Regions from separate parts of the Sander lucioperca genome. Here region 2 is linked to region 1. A link is a contact called in public Hi-C data. All regions are on one chromosome and are shown on one strand. Each heading gives the region's core, a stretch centred on a gene start, on an enhancer-like site or on the middle of the called end of the contact. The rest is flanking DNA. Distances are from core to core; before and after follow the strand shown. Region 1 holds the start of htr1aa (5-hydroxytryptamine (serotonin) receptor 1A a). Region 2 holds the start of ipo11 (importin-11).

Region 1 (5,725 bases), core at 878-3,377:
CACCATCACCAGTGTTGCCTGTCAAAGCAAATTGATAAGTGCTCACTGCTTTCTTTGCTCAACAACAGTCAATGATTCATTTGTTACATATATGAAGATGTATGATGAGACAGGTCCCAAGTGAAACTGTGATTGTTCATAATAGCCCTGATCTCTGCTTGGTTCATTACTTTTTTATTTTATTTTCTAAACATAAATTGACCCATATTTCTTAATAATAATTTTTGATTGCTTTTATTGTTTCAGTGCTACAAAGCTCTTGATATAGGACGGAAACCCCGCGTTTATCTCATGATAAAATGCATGGAATCAGCATATGACACGTGTTGCATGGCAATACAACAATGGCTGCCGTCGCATATAGGATATATACTGTAGCTACAACACTGAATAAACATGAGCTTGTACATTAAGAGTGAAAGTTCCTGTCTCATTTCATCGGTCAGTGACCCCGCGGGTTTTCTTTCTACACGGTCCTCGAACACACACCGAAAAGAGACTTTCCCTGAATGAAAGTCTGTATTATTCCCCCATACAGTCAGTGAACATTTCCTGCTGTCAATTAATTTACTCCACATTTAAGTAGACAAATGTTTTCACTGGGTGTGGTTACAGTCTGTGGAATTTGCATCTTATGATCTTCTTGAAAGCACTTTGGAAGTCTTTGTTGAAGTAGGCATATATGATGGGGTTGAGGAGAGAGTTGGAGTAGCCCAGCCAGTTTATGACTGCACCCAGCCAGTCAGGCATGTAGCAGCTCTCTGCACAGAAAGGCAGCACAAGTGCGACGATGAAAAAGGGCAGCCAGCAGAAGATGAAAGTTCCCATGATGATCCCCAGTGTTTTCACCGTTTTACGTTCCCTGGCCAGCGCGATCTTTCTCTTCGCCCCCGAGGTCTTTTCATTCATGTTTTCAAAGCCCTGCGAGGAGGACTGAGGGGTGTTGGGCAACGGCAGGTGCGTCTTTGAGTTGCTGATAACTTCTATGATCTCAAGTGACTCACCCTCCTCTCCGTGCTTCACCGCGCCGTTTACGCACGGAGAGCTGTATTTGGACTCGTCGCTGCGCTTCCAGCCTTTGCCCTCGGCCTCCCCGTTGGTTTTCTTATGGAAGATGGCCGGAGACACAGTCAAGCACTTTTCTGACACTTTTGCTTTCTCGGTTTTCTTGACTGTTTTTCGAATCCGAAACCGTGCAGCCTTGAATATTCGCCCGTACAGGACCAACATGAGGATGAGAGGGATGTAAAATGCCCCAAATGTGGAGTAGATGGTGTAGCCCGGGTCCTGGCTGATGATGCAGGCGTCGGGGTTCGCCCTGTCTTCCGCGCTTCTCCAGCCTAACATAGGCGGAATAGAGATGGAGAAACCAATTAGCCAAGTCACGCTTATCAAGATCGCAGCTCGCCTTGGTGTCCGTTTATTTACATAGTCAATTGGGTCTGTTATGGCCCAGTACCTGTCCAGGGCAATGGCGCACAGATGCAGGATGGATGATGTGCAACACAGTACATCCAGTGAAATGAATATGTCACAGATCTCCTGCCCCAATGTCCACTTGTTTAAAACCTGATAGAGGGCCGCCATTGGCAGAACCAGTACCGATACCATAAGATCTGTCACGGCCAGGGATCCAATGAGATAGTTAGCCACATTCTGGAGAGATCTCTCCAGGGCGATGGCTGCCACGACGCACGCATTGCCAAATATGGAGGCGAGGATAAGGGCACCCAAGAGCAGAGAGGTGATAATCTGGTAACTCAGCTTCACATCTAGAAGAGACCCAGACCCCGTGCCATTCTCACCCCCGTCCCAGTCGGCAACCACCTCCACCCCATCAGGGTAACCGCTGGTCGCGTTGCTGTTGTTGTTGTTGCTGCTTGTTGTTATAAAATCCATAATGCGACCACACTCAGAGCGCGACTTTCTCAGAACAGTGAGGGACACGCAACTGGAAAGATAAGCAGGACACAGTCAGCCCCTCAGACTGCTGCCGCTGTGCGTTTTACCTGGGTCCATCGGAGTTACCGCGTTCATGCCGTGGCTCTCAGGACGCATGACGCAGACGTGTGTGAGGGGTGTGTGTGTGTTATAGCCTGTGAGTGTTAACAGACGGGTGCGCTCCCTGGTACTGCAAACCCTCTGAGCTTGCTGACGCCGTGAATTCATTTATACCAGCAGATTTGGGTACGTCAGACCGTGTGGAGGTCGCCCTGGAGTTTTGTGCCTCGGCTTTTCTTGTTGCTCCGTTTTTCACTGCAGAAAGCCGATGAGGGCGCAGAGCTCTCCTTTTCTTAACTCTCACCTTTATTTTACTCTTTGGACTCGCTTAATGTAACAAATTGTGGATTGTTTTTTTTAGTTTACATCTCAAATGGTGTCAGTCAGGACTAATACTTATTAACTGAGTTATTACAAAACATCGGGATACGCGAGGTGGAAATATTAATATCTTTTATCACTTCTAATTAACTTTCTTGTTTGAGCCAACTTCATTTTAAACAGTCGTTTTGACAAGTAAAAAGAACTTAAAGGGAACTCGGAAACATGTGGAAATAAAGCGTTTAAGGGCGCAACAACGCAATTCGAGTCAGAATGTAGAGAAAGGTAACATGTCCAGGGCGTTGGGAGCGAGAGGCAGTTTCAGGACTAGGGACAGCGACACAACAGTCCAGAAAGGAGAGCTGCTGCCATCTGCTGCCCAAATGATGGGTACTGCATCAAATGATGAAGACTGTTGTATCAGTATTTGGGGTTTAAGGCAAGTAAGATACCGTAGGAAGGATAAGGAAACAGGAGGGGGTTGAGCTGCCGAGGGAGATAGTGAGATGGTTGAAGATGAGAAGCAAACTGTGTGTGTGTGTGTGTGTGTGTGTGTGTGTGTGTGTGTGTGCGTGCGTGTGTGTGTTTGATGATGTCAACACAGGTTTAAATGTAGGTTTTACCGTACTGCCTCTGGCACCTTGTTGATGGCGTTAGAAGACGGAGTCAGAGAGGGAGAGCGATAGACAGAGAGACAAAGTGAGAGCATGTATTTACTCTCTTATTTCGTTGTTGTTTTTTCTATGCTTTGGCTACACAGTAAATTGATTTTGTCATGCCAATAAAGCAAATTGAAATTGAAAAAATTGAGGGAGACAGAGAAAGAGAGGATCCCCTAGAAAACAATTAAAACAATAGTTGTTTTTGGCTCATGTTCGAGTGTGTTTGAGCCAACTAATATAAATATATATAAATAATGTCAGCCGAGAGTCAGAAAACAGCCTAGAATAAAAACAGCTAGTGAGGAAAAACAAGGGAGGGAGGGGTGTACAGTGGTTTGAGTTTATAAGATCATTTAACCAAGAATACATTTAAATTTGTGTCCATGAAGTACAACAGTATAGACTGTATATAAAGATGGGCAACGTGTCACTACCCCCCACTAAAGCTCCAAATGACCATTGAACTTGACTGACCCTCCTGCTGCTTTCAACATGAAAACGAGTATGTAACTAGCTTATGCCCTTTAGCTATGTTTTACACTAGTAACGTTTTTTACTAGACATTTAGTCACAGTCACACATGGATGTGTTTTATCAGAGGGCAGAAGTTTGAAGACTTTGCCTGACTGTGCAGTGTTGGCTAACTAATGCCTGCTGCAAGCTGCACAAAGTGGATCTACTCAATTAATGAGCTCAATACAAGTACATGTTTCAGCCTTATACTATAGTTATAGTATTTTCTGTATGACACTTCCTATGTGTGTGATCGTCAATTGACGTGCAGCAGACAGTGTGTGTTGTCCTTTAGTCTGGTTTGTCAGTAACAATGAAAGTCATGTTCTTTATATGTACTGTAAGTGTCATTTAAGTGTCCAACAAACTACAAGAAACATCGATATGCAGTCATCAAAGTATTAATGTATTTAAGCTGTCTGACAGAACACTGTAAAAACATAACACAATGTACATTACTCCATTATATTTAAAGCCAGTGACATAGAGATGGTAAACAGTACTGGGCAGAAAGAGATACCACGGTGGGACAATTGAGGGAGATGGGGGAGAAAAGGGTGCATTAGGAGAAGGAGAGATGGGGAGCACTTATTGTCAGACCAGTAGAGTCTGGCCCTGATCCTGTTCTTTACTTGTCAAGGCAACAGCTGCACGCACTGCAGAACAACAGCCACAACCAAAAGTGAGGCTGCTTGGTCTGATTCTCTGCTGAAGCCTTCTTCTCCTTTTCCTCCTGTTTATTCTTTTTTGGAAAATAACAGAAAATGAAAACAACACATCAGTACAGAAACACAAATAAATGTCTACAGTTTAACACAAGATCAGGAGACGTCTTCAAGTCATAAACAACTGGACTTGTTTGGTCCAGAAAAAGCATCATCACTTCTCTCATGAATCACAGGATTGGTAATACATGGCTTTTGATGCTTTTGGAATATTAGAGATAATTAGAGAATAAAGGGACGGAAAGGACAGAAAAGAAAGTAGGTAGGAGAGAAGTTAAAAACTACTGAGAACTAGGATGAGAGATAACACGTAAAGTAAAGCTGAGACAACTTGTCATACATCCTTCATACTGTCTCTGCTGGTCTGTTCCACCTGACTTAATATCTGTCATCGCATCTGGTCAGATTATGTCCAATCTGATCAGGCGGGCCGGCTCTGTGGTCGGCATGAAGCTGGACTCACTGGTGACGGTGGCAGAAAGGAGGACTCTGGACAAACTGCTGGACATTACTGACAATGCCAGCCACCCCCTGCACACCGTCATCAGCAACCAGAGGAGCCTGTTCAGTGGAAGGCTGCTCCTTCCCAAGTGTAGGACCAACAGACTCAAGAACTCCTTTGTCCCTCATGCCATCATACTCTACAACTCCTCACTCGCAGGGAGGAATAAATAGGGTAAAGAGGACAGAACGGAACAGGAAGGAAGGGAAGGAGTGGTAGCCACTCACTCATTCACTGTGGAATAAATTAATAATCTACTCACATACATACCTGGACACTCTAACTGCTCTTAACTGCTAATGTATGCTAAATGTAATTTATTTATTAACTGTACAATAACACAATACCATACACAGTCCTATATATCTATATATTTATCTTTATTTATTTGTAGTTTATTGTTGTTTACTGTTTGTTTACTTTTTGTAAAAAATATTTAGCTAAAAGTTTATTGTTATTGTTATTCTTATACTGTATTTTGTATACCTCTTTATTTAAAGAGTGTTTTGTAAGCTGCTAAAATCTGCTGCTGGATATCTAATTTCCTTGCGGGAGTCATCCCAAAAGGATCAATAAAGAGAAGTCGAAGTCTAAGTCTAATCTATTCTTGTGTACTTTTAAAATGGTTCCACTGATTAAAATTCCCTTGTAAATGCACCCTTACCTTTGAGAAGATTTTACAGATGAAGCGGGAGAAGTGGTTGCTCCTCTTTGCCTTGGTCTCCTCAGCATCCCTTTGGTTATTTCTGAGATACTCAGAGTCAGACTGAGACTGCTCCACAGAGCTCTGGCTGAAGGGTTCTTCATTCTCCTCATCAGAGTCAGTGGACTGTTGACTCAAAGAAGTGATATCTTCCTGGGACTCATCAGTTGTAGATTCAGTCAGAGGTGGGTTCTCAGGGCGTTTGGACCAAGCAACCTTAACCTGATAATCTGGTGTAATTGAGCTGGCAGAAGACAGAGATGAAAGAACATTTCTGGTTTCTTCTGGTGTCTGATCC
Region 2 (5,725 bases), core at 1,791-4,290, 240 kb before region 1:
CCACTTATACAGGCCACAGCCACTTACATAACATTATGTACCCCTATGCTTAAACCACGCCCCCTTTCATAGCTGGTGACCCATTTAAGGTAGAGTCTTGTGTGAGGTATAATTGAACTCAGCATAGAGTTCCCTTTTCATTGGTGACGACTTGCCATGCCACCTTTCACAGCTGCTGAACTGTATGACGTAGAGTCTCTTGTGAGGTATCATTGAACTGAGCAGGGAGTTCCCTTTTCATTGGTGACAATTTGCGGTGTCTGAGTGCCGCGCAAATGCACGGTCGCAAGCAGCGCCTTAGCTTTGTTAAGCAGGTGCCAGCTGCTGTGTCACAGAGGCAGACGCAAATCCACTGGGAAGACCCAGAGGTGCTAGGGCAGTGGTGTGTGTTCAAATCTGAACACACACCACTGCCCTGCACCTGCCCTGCCACTGCACCAAGATTTGTTTCCAGGAATAATCATTGCAATTGATGATACGCATGTTCAAGTTAAATGCATGCACTGGGTTGGCCCAAACAGGTTCTTTTGGCCTGCTCGTGAGGATGTGCTATCTACTTGATGACGTACTTGAGCTCATCCCGCCTCCATAAGCCTGTGACATCACGACATATGAAAATTCAGAAAAAAGTGTGGGCCAGTATTTATGAATAAAGGATATATGAATAAACCTGTTATAGTCACGTATTTAGAGTTCAAAGTTATGTTTTGCATACTAGTTTTAAGCTAAATGAGATTCCAGCAAGGTAGTTTTCCATAGCCTATGCTATACATTGTATATGGGATTTTTGGACCATATGGACAGATCTATTCCATTGATGTTTGGGATGAATTTATGCTTGATGATTTTGTAAAATGTTAAATACTTCATAAAATGTTGTTTTATATGACTAAAATTCTGATTGTTGCCCACCGTCAACTTTAATAAAATTAAATTCCCATTTTATTGAATGTTATATCATTAATTTCACACCATATTCAAAATGTTGATCGTCCCTTCAACCTTATGGCCATTTTCAACCCCATCACGCTCAGTTCAACCCTTTTATTTGATAGTTTTTTATTGATATTTTGATGATAAGAAAAAATATGAGATTAAAGGTTGAATATGTAATACTAACAGCTAGTGTTTAAAATAGTTACTGCAGTCCAAATGCAAAATACTGGACTGAGTCGTCTCCCCCGCCCCCTCCTCCCCAGACTCGAAGTTCACGGGGGTTGCCAGGTTGAGAACACAGCATCATCAATGTCTAGATGCTAGTATTGCATAGCCAGACATTACTCCACAGCACAGCGGAGTAGCTGACGTTAGATGCTGGCTATGTTGGCTAGTCACAAAAGCCCGTACTCACACGGAGCTCTGTACCCAACTGACAACCACCCTATCTGGGCTTAAAATTACGGCAACAACTGCTAAAACATCATCACCTCGCCTTCCTCTCTACCTGACTGACAGCCACACTTTCTCATGTTAAAATTACGGCATCAGCCGCTAAAAACACCACTACCTCCCCATCCTCTCTACCCAACTGACAAACACACTTTCTCGGACTAAAATTATTGCAACAGCCGTTAAAAACACCACTACCTCGCCGTCATCCCTCCCCGACTGACAGACACACTTCCTTGGCTTAAAATTATGGCGACAGCCGCTAAAAACACCACTACATCGCCGTCTTGTCTACCCCACTGACAGACACACTTCCTTGGCTTAAAATAATGGAAACAATTGCTAAAAACAGCGCAAACTCACGGTCCTCTCTACCAATTTACAGCCACCCTTTCTTGTCTTAAAATTACTCACCGTTTGTTGGCTATGTAACACCCGTGGCCCGCTTGCCTGGTCCTCCGTATAATGTTAGCAGTTATGGCGTGACCAGTCGGAATTACTTCACTGGCTGTGTCTCAATTGTTTTGTGACTAACTAACTCGAGTAACGTTACGTTACTAAATTCAATGTGAGTACACAAATGTTGAAATGACTGAAAATGCCCATCCCTAGTAGCGGTGAGAAATTAGCCTGAAGCTAATGCTTACCTGTTTAGGAGGAAATACTGGCTTTAGCATTGTTGTCAGAAAACATAGTATTTCAGCTTAGCATGTTATCTTAATATCTGATGACATATTGTGGTCATTTTTTAATTAATACAGTAAATATATTACATATTGCACCTTTCTTGTTTGTTGAATTGTGTGTGGAATTTACAGGACAATCAGAAAAACTATGAAAGCCTAATCAAATCCTAATGTTAATGCATATTTTGTGATAAAATATGAAGGCTGATGTTAGATAAAGTTCTCATGACCTGATTGGCAGTCAAATGGTGAGTATTTGAAAATAAAAATTCTACATAGAATATGATTTTAACCAAGGGACATCTGATTATTAAGCTTCTACAAGAATTTTCTTGAATATCTTTTCAAATCATATTTACACCCGAGGTCCAAGTTGTCTGACGGGGTGGGACTCAAAACAACTTTCACTGAGAAAAAAATACCTAATGATGATTGGGATTTCATGCATTAGGTGGGAAATGTATTGTTGTAGTGTAATGTATGTTTAACTAATCCACTATCACATGAAATGATAAGAAATATAATTAAGGTATTTTTTCCTCACCTCAGAAAAGGTCTGATCCAAAAGGCACCCATCTTAGAGAATCACCCTTTAGAGTTTCAGAGTTGCTGAAAGTTAAATCAGCTGTCATGTTCGACTTCATGTTAAAACACAACCGAAGAGTGAGTTCACATTTATGAATACAACATGCATGAATAAGCCTGATCAGGCAAGCGGAAGGCTAAATGTAAAAGCCAATTATATGTTATATATGTATAAAGTAGTGCTTAATACAGAGTTTTATTATTTGTATAAATCCCACATGCTATGGGTACTTTACAAAATACAACAATGAAGATGAGAAGGAGTAATGATGATACCTGTATATCTTTAGCATACAAGCTTTTATATATGTCAACGATAAGAAGCACACAACCATAGCAGTATACAACTGGCTCCATTCATTCATGACGAAAGACGCCTGCTAAACCTCAGACGTCATCAGCGCGCGCCTGCTGTGTTGCTCGCGCCATTCCTACAAGCGTGTGTGTTTCCATCTCTCATTACGTTACTATTGGCAGAGCTTTAACAGCCGCTGTACAGCCACTGCTACAGCACAGATTTTGTTTTTTAACCGTCGTTCTTTTAGGTGAGTCCGGTTTTATGTTTCTATTTTAAGACATTTGCTTGAGGAAAGAGGTTATTTAATTTCACGGACACTGTCGGCCCTTGATTTCGCATTGACTAAGTTTAGCTTGCTTGCTAGCCCAAAGTTAGCGTTGGTGTTTGGGGGGTAACGTTATGCACGATTTGGAAGTGAAACGTTAGCCACTTTCATTAGTAAATGCGGTTATCTTATTTTCATTGTAAATGACGCGAAGAGGGACACCAAAGCAACCTAGGCTATATTGCGATAATTTCAGAGCTAATGAAGTCACATTTGAATCAAAATAGTTTTAATGTAGCTAAAGGTAGTTAATGTTACAGTTGTTGTTCTCTTCTGACCCCCTACCACTCAGCTTGTTTTGGTTCTCTCTGCGCTTCGAAAACCAACTAACCCACTTCATAGACACGCTTTATAGCAAATGTGGTTGTGATGATGTTGACATTTATCATAGCGGTTTTATGCATATATACCCGTCGATGCATATAGCTGTAACGTTAGTTCAGTAGTGTTGTATTGTACAACAACACTGAGTGAACGAAACTCTCTAGTCAACACAGTGTGCTGGGGTCCTATCCAACGTTAGCCAGCTAAATGTCTGGTGTTTTGCATATGCAAGCCCCTGCCGCTAACACTAGCTAGCCTAAACGTTAGTTGTCAAATGCTGGCTGAGTGAACAAGTAAGCTAGCGGCAGCAAAACTTTATCAGCTAGCTAGCTAGCTAATCACGCAGAATGCAGATAGCCTTAACGCTAACGCTGCCAATTAAAACGTTATCTACAATACGGCTTGATTGATTTGACTAAAGCCAAGTTGTCCTCTGCCTGGCCCTATTACAGTATAACTGTTAGTGTTACCTAACACTGTATGTTAGCATGCTAACTAACCTGTTACACAGGTTGCATATTTACTCATTTACAAAATTACAAATTGTCAATGGCAGGCAGTCAAGTCAAGCAAGGTTTATTTTGTCAATTCCTAGCGTATGTGGTGAGAGTGGGTGCATGCATTCATTTCTGACCTGGTCAAAACACAGTATGTAACTGCGACATGTGCTTTAAATTAGAAAACACTCGATATAAAACCTGACAATAAGCCCTTTTCACAGAATATATTTGTATAGGAAAAGCATTGGTGTAAATAATGACAATAATAATGGCTGAATTCCATCGAGCTGCTTTGTTTTCAGGGTCTTGGTATTGTGCATGCTGGCTCACTGTCCCACTGCCATGGCTTACTAAGACACTTGAGACACAAAATGGACAATGGAGCCATCGTTAATGTTATTAGTAACACCTGCGCTTCTCCTCCTATGACAAGTCAAAAGATCTGCAGTGAAAGAGGCCTATGTTGTTACAGATCTAGTGGACTGCTAGAGGATCAGCACCAACAACAAACATCTGACCACATTCCAGCTGTATATGGATGTTGTACAACTTCGGTATCCATCCTCCTTCGTCAGTTAAAGATGGTTTGACACATTTGTAAAACTGACACTACCATCATGTGTAGGAATTATGAGGAGGCTGTTGCAGTTGCACTGGAGGCATCTTACTTCACACTGATTGCCTGTCCTTTTCAAAGGTTTATCCTACTGTGAGTAAAGGACCTAAACCTGAGCAACCTAAATGATCATCTTGGGAGTTTTGCAGTGAAAGTGTCATCACTGAGAATGTCCATCCAAATCATATGGGAGTCTTAAATAAGACCAGTCCCTGCGTATAAACATGTACAGTATTAGTTTAATGTGTAACACAGACATTGTTGACATATTTCAGGGTTCCCCGCAAAAAATTTGTTAGTTAAGGTGGTAGGGTTGGTGTTGCCATCTGACGGGGCTCAGCCCATAGCTTAACTCACTCAAAGCAGATAGTATGTGTGAAATAAAAACAGGACATGTAATTTCACTGTGTGTAGTGTTTAACTACGCTAACTAACCGTGTGTTGTGAACCGCGTGTAGTGATTTAAAAAAAAAAAAAAAAAAAAAAAAAAAGACAACTCAACACATTCTGTGTCTCAAAGACCGGGCAACAGCAGCCGGGACGTTGAGAATCCACTGCCCGCACATTTGTTGACAAACTCTGACGCATACGCGACGGTCAAATGGCGATTTCTCACTTTAAATGTGAATAAATGACAGTTAAGCTTGTTTTACAGTTCTGCGGAGGCTCCACGTAGAGTTTTCGCTGTAGCCTACGTAAGTGGCCTGATGTTTACTTGTGCGCTGGTGTGTGCGTCGAGCCGGCGTGTGTGGTAGAGGGAGAAGTGAGAGAGTGACGGCGATTAGTTCCGGAGCGAGTACCGACTCGAGAGTCATAGTGAGAGAAACAAAGTGTCTCCCTTGTTTTTTCTGACCACAGTGGGAAATCTGTAGCAGGAAAAGTTAAACCTCTCCTTGATTTCATGTTGTTCGTGGAGAAGGAGAACCAGAAAATGAGTCGGGGGGAAATCTATGGGGGAAATGCAACGCTACCAAGCCACGGCCGAGTGACGTGTGTCGCCGC

What was found. Hi-C and Micro-C count contacts between places; a contact is called where the count stands out from the background.
Region 2: a Hi-C map of liver shows a contact between it and region 1, with 4 times the contacts expected there. The contact joins the promoter of ipo11 here to the promoter of htr1aa in region 1. A contact is called at or near these places in 2 of 2 Hi-C or Micro-C datasets (liver and muscle).

The regions. Positions count from the first base shown.
Region 1 is chr2:8,962,287-8,968,011 of SLUC_FBN_1.2, reverse strand. It overlaps htr1aa (5-hydroxytryptamine (serotonin) receptor 1A a), which reads right to left and starts at 2,127. Exons shown (of 1, transcript XM_031306048.2): 1 at 219-2,127. The coding sequence starts at 1,899. The coding sequence ends at 610.
Region 2 is chr2:9,199,761-9,205,485 of SLUC_FBN_1.2, reverse strand. It overlaps ipo11 (importin-11), which reads left to right and starts at 3,040. Exons shown (of 30, transcript XM_031305262.2): 1 at 3,040-3,205.